Linked DNA regions of Mus musculus: region 2 is linked to region 1. Evidence: chromatin contacts called from public Hi-C data. All regions are on one chromosome and are shown on one strand. Each heading gives the region's core, a stretch centred on a gene start, on an enhancer-like site or on the middle of the called end of the contact. The rest is flanking DNA. Distances are from core to core; before and after follow the strand shown.

Evidence for each region. A called contact is a pair of places that touch in the nucleus more often than the background predicts.
Region 2: a contact with region 1 is called in a Hi-C map of embryonic stem cells, with 3 times the contacts expected there. The contact joins two enhancer-like sites. A contact is called at or near these places in 1 of 39 promoter capture datasets (hippocampal neurons), 1 of 15 datasets of contacts at CTCF or cohesin (large pre-B cells), 22 of 484 Hi-C or Micro-C datasets (the 3T3-L1 cell line, the Ba/F3 cell line, the G1E-ER4 cell line and 10 more), 8 of 115 datasets of contacts at active chromatin or transcription factors (double positive thymocytes, embryonic stem cells, epiblast stem cells and 5 more) and 3 of 9 other capture datasets (adipose tissue, embryonic stem cells and liver).

What each region holds. Positions count from the first base shown.
Region 1 is chr2:165,781,474-165,784,378 of GRCm38.p6, forward strand. It overlaps Zmynd8 (zinc finger, MYND-type containing 8), which reads right to left. Exons shown (of 23, transcript NM_001363020.1): 23 at 2,679-2,905. Among named protein-coding and RNA genes, the nearest start is that of Gm29993, 51 kb to the left of the region's middle. Within about 2 kb of position 1,303, at least 18 of the 459 cell types and tissues checked have an H3K27ac peak or open chromatin away from gene starts, as enhancers often do. A contact at or near this core is called in embryonic stem cells, where this site is marked.
Region 2 is chr2:166,065,311-166,068,010 of GRCm38.p6, forward strand. It overlaps Ncoa3 (nuclear receptor coactivator 3), which reads left to right. Exons shown (of 23, transcript NM_008679.3): 18 at 448-741; 19 at 2,252-2,335. Among named protein-coding and RNA genes, the nearest start is that of Gm52534, 54 kb to the right of the region's middle. Within about 2 kb of position 1,316, at least 5 of the 459 cell types and tissues checked have an H3K27ac peak or open chromatin away from gene starts, as enhancers often do. A contact at or near this core is called in embryonic stem cells, where this site is marked.

The DNA of each region.
Region 1 (2,905 bases), core at 53-2,552:
TTTGTAATTGCAGCTCTCCCTGAGCTGTCAGGTGGCCAGTAGGCTCGGGGCTGAGGTACTCTGGGGCTTTTGGCTAGTGCACAGCCGCGCGCACTGGTTCACAGAACGCATACATTCCATTAGTGTACACTTTCCCCACAAATTTTGACCCCAACTATAGCTGGGTGCCAGCCTGGTCTACAAACTACCCACAGCAGCATGGCACACCCACTAGGGCAGGGTTCACACCAGTCACCTTCATGCTCAGTTCACTTCAACAGCCACCAGGTCCCCAGCACCTCTTCTTTTGCTTCCCTAGATGCTTGGTCCTGCCTTGGGGTTTTACCCTCCCACTTGGAGGGTCTTCCTATCAGCATCTTGGCTCTCATAACTCACCGCTCACCATGGTCACCCCTGGAGTAGCTCTGGAAAGTCGTGCTGGCCAAACCCACCTCAGAGGGCTGATGTCATTCCAAAGGGGCCGTGTGGTGTCCAGGCCTTTATTGATTTTCTTTCTAGGTGCCCTTAATACTCAATCAACATTAAGAATTGTTGCCTGAGGGGCCAGCAAGATGGCTCACTGGGAAAAGGTGCTTGTTGTCAAGCTTGGTGACTTGGGTTCAATCCCTGAGATCCACATGGTAAGGAAAGTTCCACAAAGTTGTCCTCTATCACCTCCACAGACAGACAGACAGACAGAGACAGACGTAGACACTATACACACATACATTAAGTTTCTTAAAAGAGATGCTTTTAGTTTCTTGCCTCCTGGCTGGGGGGTGGGGGTGGGGTCAGATGTCAGATCCCCAGAATGACTGTCCCCAGCCCCGCCCTCCTCTCTGCCCTACTCACCTTCAACAACTGGAACCACCTATGTATGCAGTTGTCTCCAACAAGGATGCTATTCCTACGTGTGCATATACCAGCCACATTTGGGTCATGACTGTGTGGCCCATGCTTGACTTAACAAACTGCAGCGCTAGAACGAACACTTTGGCACCTTCAGTTTTACTGTGCCCAGTGGTCTCCCTGAGCCTATGGGCTGCAGTTCTGCACATGGCCACCAGGTGGCGAGGGAGGCACTGGATTGCATTAACTGTTTTGGCTAGCCAGTTTCTGCCTCAGATCCCCTGCCTGCCCCTGCTAAGCGGAAGGAGAGGGTTGTGGAGGGGGTTCTGTGAATTCAGATTTGTAGTTTGGCATCTGAAAACACTCAACTCAGGACTTGGGGTGTATGTAGCTCCATAACAGGTAGCTAGTGTGAGGCCCTCGGTCCAAAGTTACCGCAAACACCCTCTGCCTAGCACAAAGTCACAAGAAGCCTGCAGCTGTGCCCCCACCTTCGGTGTCCCCGCCTACCTGCCGTACACAGTGACTCTCCCGGGTTGACTCCAATGAAACCAGAGCACGTACCAGGATGCTTGGAGATGATCTGCCGGCCACACGGGTGTGTGTGTGTGTGTGTAGGCTGTGAGGACTGCCCACCTGATACAACACACTTCCCCAGTATAAGGAATGACATTCGGGCTCTGTAATCAAAATGCTAATTAAAACCAAGCTCGCTGAGAAGTGTGTCCAATGTCTCATTTGTGTATACAAAGGGAGAGAGAAGTCTGCCCCGAGTAAATGCTGGACACTGAGGGGCATTCAAGGGCACTGGTCAAGGAGGGTGGCTCCAAGGGCCTTTACACCGCCCCTTTCAAAGGAGTTGTGTGACTGCGTTTGGCAGTTGAATAAATGATAAAAATCAAATGTTGCATAGTTTGTCCACTCCTTTATTTGAGACAGGGTCCCATGTAGCTCAGGCTGGTCGCTACCTCATTACCTCGCCAAGGGTGATTTTGAAGTTGTGATTCTCTAGCCTCTGCCTCCCAAGTGCTAAGATGACAGGTGTGTGCTACCTACCTTGCCTGGTTTTGTGAAATGCTGGGGATCAAACTCTGGGCCTAGTACAGGCCAGGTAAGCACTCTTCAAACTGAGTCATATTCCCAGGCTAAAATTCACAGTTTTAAAAAACCCACCATTTTCCCTACCTATGAGTGGACAACCCAGTTCTTCAAGTCTCTGCCTTTGTGGAGAGCTTGGGGGATGGGGGCTCAGGACAGGATGGCCCAGGGGTGGCTTTCTGAGGGCGGCCCCTTAGTAACCCCTTTAACTCCTGAGGACACAGAAGGGGACAGGTCAACCCTTCCCATCACAACTAACACCCAACTGGGACCCACACCTCAGCATTTGCCCACACGGGTACCACCTATGCAGGCCTGAGCCCCAGACCAGAGATATGGGCATCTCTACCCAGAAGGCCACGGGAAACTTCAGCCTTTGAAGATGAACTTTCTGACCTAGAGCCAAAGATCGATGTACCAGTCACTTCAGGTGGCATTAGCACAGGTGAAGCGCTCATGAAGCCTGGCCTCAGAAGACTGCAGCTACCATGGGAGGTAAGAAAGTCCCAGTCCAGCCCACGTCCCGGGAGGGTGCCCGGGACCTCAGGAGACCTGTCTCTTGTGGCCATTCAAACCTGACACAGCCACACCCTGACCCACGGGAGATTGGCATGACCAAACCCTTTTGCCAAAACGGTTTAGTTTTTTTTTAAAAAGGGTTAAGAACCTGAAAAACTTGGGATGTCAAAGGGGGGAGAACCCAAAAGCTCATAACCGCGAGAGGACGCTGTTCAGCCATGAAGAAACGCCATCATCAAAAAAGATATTTAAGTTTAATACAAATTTTATACAAAGAAAATGTGAAAAAATACTCCCATATGCTAAAAGCAGTTACGCTTCCCAAATAAGGCCAGCTAGGCTAGATTGTTTTTTTTTGTTTGTTTTGTTTTGTTTTGACGACCGCAATTCACAAATTTTCTCTCTCTCCTGTTTTCTTCTAGCGTTTCTTCCTTTCTTCTCTAGTAGGGGTAAACTGCCT
Region 2 (2,700 bases), core at 66-2,565, 280 kb after region 1:
CTGTCCTCAGACACTCCAGAAGAGGGAGTCAGATTTCGTTACGGATGGTTGTGAGCCACCATGTGGTTGCTGGGATTTGAGCTCCTGACCTTTGGAAGAGCAGTCGGGCGCTCTTACCCACTGAGCCATCTCACCAGCCCTACACTGGTTTTCTTTTGATGTTTGAAAACCAGAGAATCTAATTACCTACATTCATTACTACATTTCAACCAAATCACCATTCATTTTCTCCCATCCTTTTGAGACTTGGTTGTCCCATTCTACAGACATGAGTTCTGAACTACACAGGAGTACACAAGACACAGTGCAGATGCAGCTTCAGGCATCTGGGTTCTGAGCCACCACCGGTCACATGTACTGATTTACATTTTTTCCCTTGTTTGCAGCATTTGCTTTTGGTTGCTTTCTCAGGTGTAGCTAACCATTCCTTTGTGTTTGATGTTTAAGGGACAAGCTTTGGAGTCCAAACAGGATGTTTTCCAAGGCCAAGAAGCAGCAGTAATGATGGATCAGAAGGCTGCACTATATGGACAGACATACCCAGCTCAGGGTCCTCCCCTTCAAGGAGGCTTTAACCTTCAGGGACAGTCACCATCGTTTAACTCTATGATGGGTCAGATTAGCCAGCAAGGCAGCTTTCCTCTGCAAGGCATGCATCCTAGAGCCGGCCTCGTGAGACCAAGGACCAACACCCCGAAGCAGCTGAGAATGCAGCTTCAGCAGAGGCTACAGGGCCAGCAGGTAAGACCGGGCTGTCAGGGGCTCTTAGGCTGTGCTCTCCGTGGCCCTTGCCACCGGCTCTCCACTCTTTGCTAACTAAAGGAATCCCTTTTGCTTTCACTTCTCTGTAAGATTTTGTTTATGCAGACAGTTCCTTGATAAGGAGTGTGTATTAAACTTGGGTATCTTTCTATATGTATATTCTTTGCTATAACATTAGCAGTGGCAAAATGGCTCAGTGGGTAAATGTACTTTCCAAGCAAGCCAGGCAAGCCAGTTTAATTCTTAGAGCCTTGCTTAGTGCATGCTGTTAATCCTAGCACTTGAGAGGCAGAAAGAAGCACAGGTCTCTGTGAGTTCCATGGGTCAGCCTGGTCTACAGAGTGAGTTCCAGGCCAGTTAGGACAGCACAGTGAGCTGTTTGACACAGGACAGGACAGCAGGAGGAGCAGTGTGTCTTGATGGCCCTTGGAAGGCATTTCCTCAGCTTTTTGTTTTAAAGACAAGATCTTGATGATTGTCTAGGGGACTTGTAACCACTTCTGTCTCAACCTCTCCTGCCGGGATTGCAGGCATGCAATGCGTTAAGCACCCCTGTTGACTCAGTATTTTAATGGAAATCACTTCTTGATGCACTTTGGGGCCGGAGGCATGCTCAGTGGTTAAGAACACTTGTTGCTCTTGCAGAGGACCCGTGTTCAGTTCCTGGCACCTACTGTGGGCAACTGACTGTCTAACCTCAGTTCTAGGGAATCCACACCCTCCTCTTTCCTTAATCTGCAGTTGCTTTAAAGCATATTTGTATGGTTGCACGGGCTGGTGAGTGCTTGTTACCAGGTGGCAGTGAGTCACCTGAGTAGGAGAGCCCAGGAAGCCAGAGCCAGGCTATGGCAGCCCCTGCAGCAGGCTCAGAACTGGGGAAGCTCTGTGCCTGTGCGCATGGTACTATTTTATAGCTTAGTCCTCCTTTCTATTAAGTGCTCACTAGTGTCTGATCAAGTCAGAGTAATTTTGATTGTCTGAGCAACAGTCCCTGGAGAAACTTGACACTGCATTCCTGCTGCAGTTGTTTAAGCCTCACACCGAGGCAGGGAATCGGCGCCAATGTCGCTGTCCAGGAACTCTGTCCTGCGAACTTTTTTTCTATTTTTTTTTTTTTTTTAAGGTTTCTTGTATTTTTAATAGTGTCTGTGCAGTTCGTGTTTGCGCGCGCACGCACGCACGCACGCACGCACGCATGCACGCCTGCAGAGGCCAGAGGTGTGAGGTGCACTAGAACTGGGGCAGTGGTGACTGAGCCACCATGTAGGTGCTGGGAAAGGAATCTGGTCCAGTGGATGGACTGTGCACGCTCTCAGCTGTAGAGCTGTCTTCCTTCTGCAGGATGTAAACGACGACGAACCAATTCAGTTTAAATGTGGCTCCCTAGCTTGGTGGGTCTGGAGAGATCTCACTGGGTGGGGGTAGTGTATAAAGCTGATTGGGGCTCACTAACACGCTCCACTTGACCTACTAACCCAACTCTGTTCAGTTTTTAAATCAGAGCCGGCAGGCACTTGAAATGAAAATGGAGAACCCTGCTGGCACTGCTGTGATGAGGCCCATGATGCCCCAGGTACGTTCCCTGCAGAGAAGGGGCCAGTCCAGGCGGGACCCACGCCCGGCCTGGCCTTAGCTATGCCTGTTAAATAATTCTGAAGTTTTTGTAAGAATTGGTTGTCACACTGTCTCTCTCTCTATATATATATATGTATGTATATATATGTGTGTGTGTGTGTGTATATATATATATATATATATATATATATATATATTAATGTTTATGAGTGTGTTATCTGCATGGATGTCTGTATCATGTGGAGGCCAGAAAAGGACATGAGATCTCCTGGACCTGGAGGTACAGATGGTTGTGAGCAGCCTTGTGGGTGTGGGAATTGAGCCATGTCTCCAGCTCCTGTACTTGGTCTTTCACTCTCACTC